Regions from separate parts of the Sus scrofa genome. Here all the other regions are linked to region 2. Evidence: chromatin contacts called from public Hi-C and HiChIP or PLAC-seq data. All regions are on one chromosome and are shown on one strand. Each heading gives the region's core, a stretch centred on a gene start, on an enhancer-like site or on the middle of the called end of the contact. The rest is flanking DNA. Distances are from core to core; before and after follow the strand shown.

The links. A called contact is a pair of places that touch in the nucleus more often than the background predicts. HiChIP or PLAC-seq counts read pairs in DNA pulled down with a chosen protein or histone mark.
Region 1: a contact with region 2 is called in an H3K27ac HiChIP or PLAC-seq map of alveolar macrophages. The contact joins the promoter of TRMT1L here to the promoter of IVNS1ABP in region 2. A contact is called at or near these places in 1 of 5 promoter capture datasets (fetal liver), 4 of 47 Hi-C or Micro-C datasets (embryonic fibroblasts, fetal liver, heart right ventricle and 1 more) and 2 of 2 datasets of contacts at active chromatin or transcription factors (alveolar macrophages and skeletal muscle).
Region 3: a contact with region 2 is called in an H3K27ac HiChIP or PLAC-seq map of skeletal muscle. The contact joins the enhancer-like site here to the promoter of IVNS1ABP in region 2. A contact is called at or near these places in 2 of 5 promoter capture datasets (fetal liver and fetal skeletal muscle), 8 of 47 Hi-C or Micro-C datasets (alveolar macrophages, blood, embryonic fibroblasts and 4 more) and 2 of 2 datasets of contacts at active chromatin or transcription factors (alveolar macrophages and skeletal muscle).
Region 4: a Hi-C map of liver shows a contact between it and region 2, with 2.2 times the contacts expected there. The contact joins the enhancer-like site here to the promoter of IVNS1ABP in region 2. A contact is called at or near these places in 2 of 5 promoter capture datasets (fetal skeletal muscle and liver), 4 of 47 Hi-C or Micro-C datasets (liver and skeletal muscle) and 1 of 2 datasets of contacts at active chromatin or transcription factors (skeletal muscle).
Region 5: an H3K27ac HiChIP or PLAC-seq map of skeletal muscle shows a contact between it and region 2. The contact joins the enhancer-like site here to the promoter of IVNS1ABP in region 2. A contact is called at or near these places in 1 of 5 promoter capture datasets (liver), 6 of 47 Hi-C or Micro-C datasets (embryonic fibroblasts, fibroblasts, heart right ventricle and 2 more) and 2 of 2 datasets of contacts at active chromatin or transcription factors (alveolar macrophages and skeletal muscle).

The regions. Positions count from the first base shown.
Region 1 is chr9:126,345,936-126,348,635 of Sscrofa11.1, forward strand. It overlaps TRMT1L (TRMT1-like protein), which reads right to left and starts at 1,341. Exons shown (of 16, transcript XM_021102636.1): 1 at 879-1,341. The coding sequence starts at 1,092. It overlaps SWT1 (transcriptional protein SWT1), which reads left to right and starts at 1,258. Exons shown (of 19, transcript XM_013979933.2): 1 at 1,258-1,389.
Region 2 is chr9:126,478,194-126,480,893 of Sscrofa11.1, forward strand. It overlaps IVNS1ABP (influenza virus NS1A binding protein), which reads right to left and starts at 1,390. Exons shown (of 15, transcript NM_001161649.1): 1 at 1,106-1,390.
Region 3 is chr9:126,729,214-126,731,913 of Sscrofa11.1, forward strand. No RefSeq gene overlaps it. Among named protein-coding and RNA genes, the nearest start is that of HMCN1, 120 kb to the right of the region's middle. Within about 2 kb of position 1,343, at least 4 of the 83 cell types and tissues checked have an H3K27ac peak or open chromatin away from gene starts, as enhancers often do. A contact at or near this core is called in fetal skeletal muscle and skeletal muscle, where this site is marked.
Region 4 is chr9:126,682,288-126,684,987 of Sscrofa11.1, forward strand. No RefSeq gene overlaps it. Among named protein-coding and RNA genes, the nearest start is that of HMCN1, 170 kb to the right of the region's middle. Within about 2 kb of position 1,339, at least 12 of the 83 cell types and tissues checked have an H3K27ac peak or open chromatin away from gene starts, as enhancers often do. A contact at or near this core is called in liver and skeletal muscle, where this site is marked.
Region 5 is chr9:126,634,123-126,636,822 of Sscrofa11.1, forward strand. No RefSeq gene overlaps it. Among named protein-coding and RNA genes, the nearest start is that of IVNS1ABP, 160 kb to the left of the region's middle. Within about 2 kb of position 1,374, at least 15 of the 83 cell types and tissues checked have an H3K27ac peak or open chromatin away from gene starts, as enhancers often do. A contact at or near this core is called in alveolar macrophages, embryonic fibroblasts and skeletal muscle, where this site is marked.

The DNA of each region.
Region 1 (2,700 bases), core at 91-2,590, 130 kb before region 2:
TAATCTCACAACTGGCCTTGAAGTAGGAGAGACAAGAAATGCCTAAGATATTTCGTTATAATTCAGAAAGAGCATAAGGGTCAATTTCAGGACAAAAATTTTAAAAGAAAACTTGCTTAGATTTTACATTAAAAATGTTCAGAAGATTCTTAACAGTGAGTTACTCATCAATCTTTTAAATTCCTTTACGGTCCAATAAAGCACCACTTAGAAAACATGCACGCACATTCAGAAGCACAATAATATAGGCTGTTAATTTTCAACAGCGGACTTGCGAGGAAAAAACGAACTCAATAGGTATTTACGACTGAGGGAAGACATTTGTAATTTAGTCGATTCTTTCTTAAATCACTCATCAGCCTCAAATTCTTTTTGGAAGCAAACAGCTACAAAGAATGAAATAATGAGAAAAACCCATCTCTTGTCTATGTTGAGGCATAAAAGCTAATCAGCACCGGTTTATATATGTTGGCAGTCAGAGTCTGCTACAGTGAACAGGTTGCCTCGGTGACTATTTCATATTTTGAAGGACTTAGTGAACGGGGCTGCGAGGGAAACTACCCAATTAGGTGTAGTTTCTTATTTTTGTACCAGAAATAGGTCCCCTTTAATCAAGAAGCCCCCAATCTCATTACTTCCTTCTGTCCGTAGCACCCTTGGCCTCCGCATATGCTTCACTGTGAGGTCCCCGAGGTTTGCGGCGATGCCTTCCCCCATCCAGTGCCCGTTTTACCCGCTACAGGGTCCCTCCTTCCTTCCCCCATTTCTCTAAATTCGCCTTTTCTCATCAAAGCCACCCCAGTGAAGAAGGGCCTCCCGTACTCCCCAGCAAGGCGCACTTCTGCTGCAGCAGAAAGAGCTGGGCCTCCGGCACTTACTGCTTTCAGCCTCGTCAGGGGCAGAGGCTAGGGACGGGGACAGGGCCGGAGCCTGGGCCAGGGCAGGGGCTGGGACGGGAGCCGAGGCCGGCGCTGGAGCCGAGTCCGGTGCCGGGGCCGAGGCCGGAGCCGAATCCAGGGCCGGGGTCGGGACCTGGCCCTGGGCCCCCTCCACCTCCTCCTTCTCCTGGGGCAGCAGCTCCTCCTCCGCCATATTCTCCGTAGTTACCGCCTCCGTGCCAGGCCCGCCCCGGGACCAGGAGGGGCTCACGGCGGGGTGAGAGAACTGGCGTGAACGCCCAGAGGACGGATCCGAGGAGTGGGGCAGCAAAAGGGGAGGGCAGGATGCGGGCAACAGACAAAAGACGAAGAACCAGTGACCCAATCCTGTCAGCAGAAAAATAAAAAGCCAGAGCCGGCGATTCACGGTCCCGTCCGCTTCCTTTTCCCCGAGGCGTAACGACGTCAGCGCACACTGCGCAGGAGCGTGCTGGGGACGGCGTCCAATGAGGTAAGAAAGTGTTGTTTCCACGCTGCGTCTCCTTTCCAGCCGCCCACCCCCGAACCCAACCAGGACTGCACTACCCAGGGTGCACTGCGCCTCCGAGGTGGGGCGGAGCCGCGTTCCCAGTCCGGCGAGGACGTACGTGCAAAGCTAAACAAACGCCCGGAGAGTTCGAGCGGTAGCCTGCGTACGAGCGCAGAACTACATTTCCCACCGGGCATCGGGCTCGGGGTCCCTTCCCCTCGGGGTCCCTTCCCCTGGCCTGGGCGTCCCAAGTGGCCACCGCCGCCGCCGCCAGCGCCGGTAAGTTAAGGTAGGGAGCTGGGGGGCTCGTTGACGTTTCGCTGGGCGGACTCCCCGCCTGCCTCAGGTGCCCTAGTGGGCGGCCGACGGGACGGAGGGATTCCGGGGCCCCTCGAGTCTGGGCGGGGCCACTGTGGGCGGACCGGGGTTGAGCCTGCTTTCCGAAGGGTGTGGTTCTGGCCCGGCCCTGCCTTTGGGGGGCTCCCCCTTGCTGAGGAGTAGGCTTTGGTCAGTTCGTTCCCGAGCCTGTGGGTTTAGGAGGTTTACGAGCCGCCGACGAAGCTCACCTTTCACTCTGGTTGACTTGAAGTTGGAGGGTCTGCCCTTCGTTTCGCACCCTCATCTGACCCGCAGACTCTTTTCCTTTTATCTTTATTTTTGTTTTAACTTAGCTAGTCCCAGTATCAGCGCTGCGCTATGGTTGTAAAATTCCTGTGAATCGGGTATTGCGTTTTTGGGTGGGTGCCCTACCTTAGTTTAGGCTTTTAATGCCCAGAGCTCGTCAGTGTGTGGAGCTCGGGGCGCTTGACTAACGCGATTCAGATTCCACAAGGCAAATGCTCTAGCGTTCTCTGGTTCCCACACTTCTCTTCCCTTTACTCTCGGAGCCTGTGGGAGCTTAAGCCGCGCTCCTTCAAGACAGGGGTAGACGGGGAAAATCTGGATTTTCTGGCTGCTCTGCCAGGGATTTTCCGAATGTTAGTGGCAGCAAGGAAGGAAAGCGAAGCTGCTTTTAATTTCGGTGCAAGACTCGCACTTCCTGTTCGGTTCCTCGTTAATAAAACAGATACTTAATGCCAATTTCATGGGTCTGTTTATTTCCTACTTGTTTCAGTACCCAGGGGAGAGGAATTGTGATTATTTGGCAAACAGGAATTTGTCCCCCAGCGCCCCCCCCCCCGCAAAATTTGGAAGTTATGTGGAGGGGTCTTTCCCCCCCACCCCACAATCAGATTAGTGGAAACGTAGTTTATCCCCTCAAAGGTTTTGTGAATTCTAGTTCTAAAGCCCTCT
Region 2 (2,700 bases), core at 140-2,639:
ACACACACCCCCATCATCCTCAAAAGAACAGCTAGCTTGATGCCTGGGTGTCTAATCCTCCATCACTGACAAAAGACAGTAGAAAACAAAAATGAACCCTGCAGGCATCTGATTCATACTTACTAGTTTTTGAAACGTCAGCGGTTTCAAACAATAGATCTGTCTACGTTGACTTGAAGAAGTCAATTTATTTCTAAAGTATTTATGGTTCAAGTTTCCCTCTGTTAAACCCTCAATCTGATACAGCCTAATGCCTTCCTACCATCAAGAGCTTACAACCCGAGTCGCTTTGCAAGATGTGCAGAAAGACAGAAAAAGAGCAAACCTCTCTGACGATTTCGTTTGCAAAAAGTGGCGAGTCCCCCAGAGTGACTGTCTGGAGAGCCCTGCAGCCCCGGGCCTTCATCCCCGCGGGGCCCGGCCCGAGCCCACTACCGAAGGCTGCGAGGCGAGGCGCCCAGCGTCTGCACACCCCCGCCCGGGATTGGCCGGCCCCGCAGTCATTCAGCGCCGACACGTCAGGGGCAGCCGCTCCCTCCATCCTCCCGCCCCCTTCTCCCCGCGCTTGGCAAGAAGAGCGGGCAACGTGGAGCGGGAACAAAGGACCCCGCGGCCCACGGCGATTAGGGGTGCCACCCTACCCCAGGCCCGGGGCACCGATGGGGGTCCCTAGGCCAGCTCCCTGCCCGTACGCGCCGGGTCCTGGGAGGGCTCCGGAATAGAGTCCAGCCCTCGGGCAGACTCCTACACTGGGCGTCAGTCAGTTCATGACAGTAGAACGGAGATTCCCAAGCCCACCTTCCGGGTGGTCACCCCTGGCCAGCGGCGGCTAATCCCAGGTTTCCGCGGTCCCCACGAGCAAAAGCTTCTCTTTCCTCCCGCCCGACTCCCCGGCCACAGCGCTCTCCGGGGCGGCCCACACCCCGCCCTCGCCCGCCAGCGCGACCCAGCAACCACCGCAGCGCCGACTCCTCGCCCCTCGAGAGGGGGGCGGCGGCGGCTGGGGGCATCCTCCCCGGGACCCGGACACCGCGCCGCGCTACCTCCGGCTCCGAGCCCGGTCCCGCCCTCCTCCCCCGCCGTCGGCGGGAGCAGCGCGCATTACCTGGTTCATCTCTGAAGAGATGGAAAAACTCATCTCTGGAGCTTCAACGGGGAGCAGGAGGAAGCGAGCGGGACTCGGCCCAACGGAAAGCGCCTCGAGGCCGCGGCGGGGGGAGCGATCGAGCGGGGGAGACGGGCCACAGTCCGCGAAGGCTGCGAGGAGGGCGAGAGACGCCGGGGACTCGCGGGGACTCGCTCGCTCGCCGGCACAGCAGCGGAGAAGCCGCAGGGAGAGACACTGCGCCCAGCAGCTCGCAGCGACCGTCCTCCACGCGCGCCCGGGACACACTGCCGCCGCCACCCGCTCGCGCCGCACCCCCTCGCACGTCACCACGTGCGCCGCCGCAGCCGCCGCCGCCGCCGCCGCCAGCGCCTCCCGGGTGCTTCCGGTCCGAAGGCGTCGGCGAATGAGCGGCGAGCCCAGCCTTACTGCGCTCGGGGCCCCGCCCCTCTGGCCCCGCCCCCCTCTGGCCCCGCCCCGCCCCCGCCCTTCTCCCGCACCCGGCTCGGTTCCGTCCTGCGCGGTTCAACTAGGTCAGCGCAAGGTGATCCCTGGAAAGGGGGTGCTCCGAGCGCGCCGCTGGTCGCGTTCTCCCTCCTTCCGTCGCCCCGCACCCCCGCTTTGCCCTTTCGGACCGTCTGAGAACTGGTTCCCTCCGGCCACCCTCACCTGTTCTGCCATCCCCTGGAGGCACAATAGCCTGAGAGATTAGATGTGAGAGATTAGATTTCTCCGCGTTAAATATACATCTGGGCAACCGCCCTAGACTGGAGCTGGCCGCAGTGGACCTAAGAGTCTGTGGCTGCCCGTCGCCCTTATCTCTGGAGGAGGGTGATGGTGTGCGGGGGGGAGGCGTGGTGACTGAGGAGGAACAGAGGCGCGTTGACAGAAGGTTGAGAGGCTTCAGTAACTCAGAGAAAACAGCTAGAGAGGTCGGAGAAGGCATGTTTATGTCACTGTTGCTGTGAAAACCTGTTTACTTCTGCTTTTCGTCCCTGGGATTTGTTTTGTCTGGGTGCAGTTTTCCTCTCAGAGACTGAGTCAGTCCTCTGCTGGATCTGCCCTCTTGGAAAAAAAGAAAATCACATTGAGAACAGATAGCAACCCTCATTACCCACCACCACCACCACCACCACCACCCCTCACCCGGAAAGGCAGACCTTTAACGGGACGCGTGATATGTACCAGGCTCTGACAGCAACTTCAGACCGCTCTGAAGGGCACACTGGAAGGTTTTCTAGATTGAAGGTGAAGGGATTTAGTGAAGTAAATTTGTTTAGATTTTGGCAGAGGCTTCTAAGCTAATGTCCTGTTAGCACATCTTGATTTGATAAGGGCACTTACACCTGCCGGGTCTAATCTTGTTTGCATTGGATCCCTCTGCTTAATTAGTAGGAGCTCTTGTCATTGCTTCCTACCATTCTTTAGAAATGATAAGGAACGTGTGCTTACGGGAGCAGGAAAAATGTTGGGGCCCTTTACCTGCCTGAAGCTCTACAACTTTTTATTGTAAAATATTGAGACAAGGAGATTTGTGTTTGGTTTTGCTTCCAGTTCCATCGAGAGAGGCAACAGGATTTACCATGTCTACTGTT
Region 3 (2,700 bases), core at 93-2,592, 250 kb after region 2:
AATATGTCAACTTGTATAATGAACACTAAGCAGAACATTTAAGTCAGGCACGAACTAATCATCTTTCTAAGCTTATCCAGTGCTTTCTGCCAACTCCTGATTATGTGGGAGTTGCTGATCTGTTTTTCAAATTCTCTGGGGGTCTTCTAAGGTCATGTTCCATGCTAGGATTCTGGTTTCTTCACTTAAACAGAAGGCCCAGTTCCAGGCTGCTACTTCTAAAGAGAGCAAGAAAGAAATCCCCGCCCCTCCCTGTCCCCCAACTTCCTGAATCGTGAGAACCTGGTATAGGCTAGCTCTACCTTGGGTCCGATTAAGTGGCAACTAAAATACCTGTCCTTGGAAACTTTCCCTCAGGCTGAAGACCTCCTCTGGTGTATTCTATGCAGAGAATGTTGTCTCCAGAAAACCACTGTTAAAATAGCCGAGGGAGTGCCTGGACTGATCATTGGCATAGAGTAGATACTGAGTTCCCGGCTCAAGGCTTATATGCGTTTGTCCAATGGATAGATATTTCTTGTGGGAGAAGGTCTTGACTAAGTTTCCATAATGAGCTGACTGATGTGGACAGACGGTGTTTGTGCCCAGAGAGAGCATGGCTGGAGGAAGACATTTGTGAGGCAGATGGCAATGAAATAGAGGCAGTGGTGCTGCATGTCTGAGTACAGATGCAGAGAGCCCCACCAGGAATACTGAAGCAGGATCCTTGGAGCGTAGAGCCCAGGAATATGCATCCCCCCCCACCCCGCCAATGTCACAGGCTATTTAGACACAGCCACAGCTGGGAATTACTCCAACAAAAGGAAGTTTCCTAGAGCAGGTTTGAATGTAGTGCTTTCCGGATATGTGGAGACAATAAACGCATATTGACTGATGGACTGAATGAATACATTCATCATGGATGAGGTAGAACCTGAGTCCTTAATTGCCATTCCAGCCTTACTGCCCCCATTGCTTTCAAGCCAGGACATCCTGAGCAGCACTGCCAGAACCTCAGCTGTAATCTGGAGGAGAAGGAGAAGGCAGGAAGAACGAGGAGGAGACAAGCAGAAGATGACAATTGAAATAGCACCTTGGGATGTTTTAGGTTCCATCCAGCCTCCCCCCGCCTTCCCCAAAAAGAGGCAGATTGACATCCCATCTCCTCCAGCCAGCTCAACAGCATATGCATGATTGAAAGTAATTTATGGCTCCTTCCCAGACTCAGCCTCAGAGCAGGAAAGCTGACGTTAAAATGGTGCATGTGACAGAAACGTGGCCTTGCAGGACCCCCAAAGGAGCACCAAATCAGATCAGCTGTCCCTCATTAATCAAAAGTTGGCTGCAGCTCACTTGTCTATTTGGAACGAGTCTAGCTTTCCATCATCGTGGCAGAACAGCAGGTTCATGAATAAGATTTTAGCATGACACTGGGTACATGCTTGTTATTGTAATCTCTGCTTGTGAAATGAAATGTCTCAAAGGCCAAACGAAGTTCACGATCTGTAGTCCCACAGTTAGAATGCCTTGGCAACTTCTCTTTTATTCTTGGGTTGCTCTCCTTCCAGTGCAAGTTGTAGTGGGTCCTCAGTGAGTGTGTCCTCATGCCTTCAGCTGGACTCTGCAATGATAAGTCAGTCTTCAAGGAAGAAGCACTGGCACAGGGGAGAACTCGAGATCTGTGCTATTTAGTTAAGCACCATGCAGTGCAGAAATTCATTGAGACAGATAGTATTAACCCCAGTTTAAGGATGAAGAAACCACAGTTCCAAGATGTTCAGAAATTTGCCTGATTTTACATAGGCAATAATGGGGGGGGGGTAATTGGGGGTAGAGGGGAGGGGAGGGAGGGGAAGGCACAAAAAAAGAGAGGATTGTGAGAAAGTCAGTCATAAAGCAAGAGGAACAATGATATCGAAAAGAATGAGAAGAAGAAGTGCTAATTGAGTGCGGGGCGGGGGGGGGGGGGTGTCTTTTCTTTTTGCCATACCCGATTCCCCTGGAGTTCAGTTACAAATATATTTGAAGTTTTGATCAGTTATCTATATATATATACTCATTGCTGGTTTAGAGTCTTGTCTCTAAGTAACATATCCCCAGTCGGGGAAATTCTTTGGACAGAGAGAGCTGGCTAAGATCTGGTGCCAGATCAAACACAAGGGGAGTTAGGACCTGGCCAGGGGACCTGTCATGCTCTACTGCTGGTATCAAGTCAACACAGCCCAGTCTGGGTAAAACTGTCCCCTGCCCCAGCCCTTCCCTTGCTCACCAGGATGCATGAGGCTCCTGCACATTCCAGGAACCACCTGTCTCTGTCCTTCTCAGCCTGTCATTGCTCTATGCTCCTTGCTTCTCACTGCAGCCAGTTGGACCCCAAGTCACATCACATCACATGATACAGTCTAAAAAAAATTCTAATTGACAAGTGTTCCTGCCACACTTCTGCATGCTCAGCTATAGATAAAATAAATGTGGCAGGAAAGTATTTGAAATATTCATGATCTATTTCTTCTAGGATTTTCTTGTACATGTCGAACATTAAAAGTAACTTTAGGAGTTCCCTGGTGGCTCAGCAGGTTAAGGATCTGGTCTTGCCACTGCTGTGGGGTGGGTTCCATCCCTGGCCCAGGAACTCCTGCATGCCCAGGCATGGCCAAAAATTTTTTTTAAAAAGTAACTATGAAATAGCTTCCTTTCTTATACACCTGGACTGAGATTCAC
Region 4 (2,700 bases), core at 89-2,588, 200 kb after region 2:
CCTTTAAGCCCACATATATGTAATATGTATAATAATATATTTTTTATTTTATTTTATGTTATTTGCTTTTTAGGTCTGCACCTGCAGCATATGGAAGTTCCCAGGCTAGGGGTCGAATAGGAGCTGCAGCAGCAGGACTACGCCACAGCGGACAGGGATACAGGATCCAAGCTGAGTCTGCGACCTACACCACAGCTCATGGCAACACCTGATCCTTCAACCCACTGAACGAGGCCAGGGATTGAACCTGCATCCTTATGGATCCTAGTCGGTTTGTTAACTGTTGAGCCACAAAGGGAACTCCATGTATTATAATATAAATGTAACATATAACACACACACACACAGTGGTTTTTAAAAATGACATCATAAAGAGATTACTAGATATCCTTTCAGATAATGGAGCCTCTGGGGACTGTCTGTCCTATAGAGCATGGATATTCAATTGCTCCAGAGGGAGCAAAATTATTTCTTTAGAGGTGGGGGAAAAACTTAGCTAATGCATGGTTTGTGGCTCTCCAAATTTCAGCTCTACTCAACAAACTCTTATTCCTTAGTATTTAATTTGGAGGAGGAGAGTGTTAGGTAAAAATGTCTAAAAAGTCTCCTTAGGAAGGTAATAATGAAAAAACTATTGAGGAGCATTGCTATATGAAACTTTGATTAGGATTTTTTTTAACTCCATAGTCAGTAGATAACTGACATTATTGTAAAGGCAAATAATTCTTGTCTATAGTCTTGCAAATGACTTCTGTGCAGTGGAGAGACCACCTCCATCCCCACTACCATCACCAAGAAAAAGCCAGGTTGTGTCCATCTGTAGGTTTACCACAGTGTTCATTAACCCCATGTAAATCTATGGTTCTTTAGCTTCTCCTTTGAGTCAGTTGAAACACTTGCCTGGTTCCCTCATTTAATAATAATGAGTTAAGTAATCATCTTTGACAACTGTATACTTTATATCTTATGAGGGTCATAGTTTTATCTTTTCAAAAAGAACAGTTCACAATTTCCACTGGTTTGTAACGATTCGCTTTCACTTGGCAGTATATCAAAATTCTTTCCATAACATTACATAGTTTGGAGATTGTAACTATTTACTAAATGAACAAGTCAATTTTAAATGATATTTTATTGTTGGAAAACAATGATTAATCATTTTATGAACAAGCGTAGATTCTTCTCTTAAAAAACACGGAGAATATGGGAAGCCATAAAGTGTGTCAAAAGCCTGTTACTTAATTTTTTTGGCATGCTGCGTGTTTGCCTTCAGTTCCACGTTGCCTTTTTTGAGGACGTGGGCCAGTGGACAGAGAGGCCAACACTATTTTCATGGCTCTGTTTGTTGACAGAAGGTTGCATGTGTCACTACTATGAATCTAAGATCATTTTGGGGACAGCACTGTGCCCTGGCCACCTCAGAGGTGCCCATGAGGTGTAGGACATTGAGTACAAGCCCATGCTTTACTTGGCTCAAGTGCTTGGTCAAGATTCCGGTTTGGCTTGCAATTGATTTCAGGAACGCGGTAAGGCCACTGTTTTTCTGGGCTCTGTGTTACATTGCCAACTCTTTATCCTCTTGGTATACAGACACCAACTTCTAACTCCTATATAAATGCTTTTTATAATTTAAAAATCTTAAAGTCTAAACAGAAGTTTTAGAACTGGATCCTGTTAGATTTATGTCTAATCTGTTAAACTCTTGTTAAGCCTGCCTCCCGTTGGACTTCCTTTGTGCTCCCTCCCTCAGTGTCTCAGTCTTTAAAACTGCCAAGTGAATGGGCAGCAAGTGCCAGTTCTTAGAATAATGTTTCTTACTTCCTTTCAGGAAACCAAATAAATAAATGTTTTATACACAGAGGGGAAGGCAAAAGGTAAGATAATATCAGTCCTACAAAGTGGATTCTAGTTATAGGACTGGGTAAGTGAGACAGAAGTCACCTCCCCCAGGATCCCATAAAAATTGTTATGAATCTGCAGCAGTGGTATAGCTAATCTGTTAACATTGTTTTCTCATTCTGTTGCAAAAAGTATAAAATGCAGCACTTTCAAGATCAACCAGCACTTTATAAAATGATGCCAAATTACCTCCAGAGGCAAGAAAGATGATCTAGATCTCTGATTTTAAAATTTCTAAGTTTTGACTTTGGGTAAAATCTGTTTAACGTTTTGGGATACAATCCTTTGGCAAATGTCTGCAATTCCTTTAGTAATCTCCCTGCCTACAGCAGCGGCTAAATGAAGCACTTGCTTTTTTATATGATAATGGCTTTTATCTTTATTATATAATCATATCCTGAAAATTAATACCAGTATAGCAACTCCATTAAAAACAAGCAGAGAAACTAGCCCTAAAGTCAAAATACCTATTACAAGCGTACCCAACCTCACTAACAACACAATTGCCAATTACAGTTGGGTGGGTTCATGTGTTTGTTTTAAAATCCTAACCATTTGTAGGTGTACAGTTCAGTGGCATAAAATACCTTCCCATCGTTGTGCAAAGAGCACCATCATCCATTTCCAGAACTTTCCGAGCTCTCCTCAGCCCCTGGCATGCACCATTGTACTCTCTGTTTCCATGAATTTGGACATTCTCGGTAACTCATATTAGAGAAATCATACAATATTTGTCCTTTTGTGACTGGCATATTTTTCTTAATTTCCTTAAGGTTCATCTATGTAATACCATATGTCAGA
Region 5 (2,700 bases), core at 124-2,623, 160 kb after region 2:
TGTGGCCCTAAAAAGACAAAAAAAAAAAAAAAAAAAAGAAAGAAAAAGAAAGAAACCAGCAAACGTAATGTCAGCACCCTTCTCAGTGCATCCTAACGTGTGATTCATGAGGCAGTATCCCATTAGCGGTCATATTTATTAAGAACACTTGGTTAGGATGGTATCTGCTGGGTTTTTCTTCTAAAAAGTTACTATTTTTCCCTTTGTTATTAATAAGTATCTTGGGGGAGATATTTTGAGACCTTGCAAATATCCTGTTTCCCTTCAAACTTCACCCACTAATATTAGCATCTATCTGTGGGTTCTGCCTATGGTAATTATTGCTGTGGTGTTCTAACAGTGACTTTCTATTTCCCTTGTTTCTTTTACTTTTATTAATTAGAATTTTTCTGTAAGGGAGAATTGTCTTTTCTCCTCAGTTTATTTATTTCTTTGTTTCGGTGTGGACTCATTTATTTTACTCTATGGGTTATAATCCAGTACTATTATTATTTGTTTTGTTGCTCAAAGAGTTCTGGCTCAGTACCATTGACTCATTTCTACACACCTCTGGCCTTATAAAGCAAAATTTATTTGGGTTTTTTCCTTCCTCTAGTTTTATTCTAAAAGTGTGTATGTTTCTATTGGGTATGTCGGATGAGATGGACATAGGGTTGGTAAAGTCTCATAGAAGCTAAAGTGTCCTGTTGGGTCTTGAGACCATCCAAGACTTCTTTAAGGTGGAAGAAGCCTTGGAGATAGGGAAAGTGAGTGCTTTGAGTCATATGGTTGTTGCTAATTTGTTTGCTGTGAGCAGGGTCCCAAGTGATGCTTTGATTGCAGCTATGGGCAACAGCATAACACATGTCATCTCAAAGATCCTGAAATTAATACCTGATAGAAGAGCTAGGAGTCCCAAGTTCTCACTTCCAACCCAGTACTATTTCTGTGTTCTTGAGTGAGCTTGCAGCTGACTATGGCACTTCTGAGGATATACCATCTGGTGGTCTCAGCTCTGTGGATTTTGAAACACAAGGAAAGATGGAAAGAGAGGTAGCTTCCTGGGGGTGTGTAAACTTTACTAAAGTGATCGTTTTCATTGGGGAGAGGAGTGATACTTCCAATTAAGGAGTGCTTTGTGCCTTGGATAAAATGGGTGTTTGTGTCAAGGGCCATGGTGTTGGATCACCTTCTCACCACTTGCTTAGCTCTCACTCAGCTGCCTTCTTGTTGTCACCTGATACAACTGGCTGAATAGCTTCTAATCCCTGTGTTCTTGTCCATGACTAACCAGCACGTCTCTTGCTGGATTAGTCTTCAGGGATCACAGGACAGCTTGGCTTCTTCCTCCCTCCAGCAATGTACTGCTAATGCCAGCTCTGGGGAACTTGGTGTAATGCAATACAGATACTTGGAATCGCTGACTCACTTCACAGTGATGTCTATGCCTGTGAATGAGAGGGAGCGGCATGGAAGCAAAACTGTCTTTAAGGATATTACTAGACGTTTTAGACGCTCCAGTCTTTGCTGCATTTGTGTTAAATGTTTTGCCAAGTCACAAATCCAAGTTAAGAAGAATTTTCTGATACCAAGGATTGAGATAAGTAAATGAGATATTCGCCATGAGATCATTTTGGTGAGAGTGGTTTAGATCAAATTAATAGCCCTTGAATCATTTCTTGCTATGCATGTGGATTCTTTTCTTCAGTATTTTCTGTTTCATTTTTTTTTTCTTTTTTTGTCTTTTTGCCATTTCTTGGGCTGCTTCCACGGCATATGGAGGTTTCCAGGCTAGGGGTCGAATCGGAGCTGTAGCCATTGGCCTATGCCAGAGCCACAGCAACGTGGAAATCCAAGCCGTGTCTGTGACCTACACCACAGCTCACGGCAATGCCGGATCCTTAACCCACTGAGCAAGGGCAGGGACCGAACCCGCAACCTCATGGTTCCTAGTCGGATTCGTTAACCACTGTGCCACGACGGGAACTCCTAACTATTCAGTTTTAGATGGATATGCTGCTCATTTGATCCAGTTTAGACCCTATTTCATAACTAAATGTGCAAGGCTGAAGGGAGCTCTGAGGCCCATGGTGGGCAGAGAACATGCAGTGCTGGAGAGGTGAGCGGCTCGACTCCCTTATTGCCAGCTGATTGTCTTTGATTCCTCTTTTTCTATAAAGAAGACTCCTACACATAAATCCCTATTGTCTAGAAAGCTTTATTCTTTCAAATGTATTTATTAATCTTGTTCCTATCTGCCAGGTGTTGTGCCAGTATAGCTGGGAATACACTCATGAACAAGGTGGCCTTGATCTCGTGGAACTTAAGATCTCCAGCAGCACAGCCCAATGGAAATATAATGTGTGCACATGTGACTTAACACTTTCTAGTAGCTACATTTCAAAAGGTAGAAATGGAGTTCCTATTGTGGCTCAGCAGGTTAAGGACCCAGTGAGTATGTGGTTTCAATTGCTGGCCTTGCTCCGTGGGTGAAAGATCTGGAGTTGCCACAAACTGTGGCATAGGTTGCAATAGCTGCTCCGACCCCATGTTGCTGTGGCTATGGCATAGGCCCCAGCTACAGATCTGATTTGACCCCTGGCCCAGGAACTTCCTTATGCCACAGATACAGCCCTAAAAAGAAAAAAAAAAAAAAGGTAAAAAGAAGCAAGCAGATGAAATAAATTTTATTTCTATATTTCACTTTACTCAATATATCTA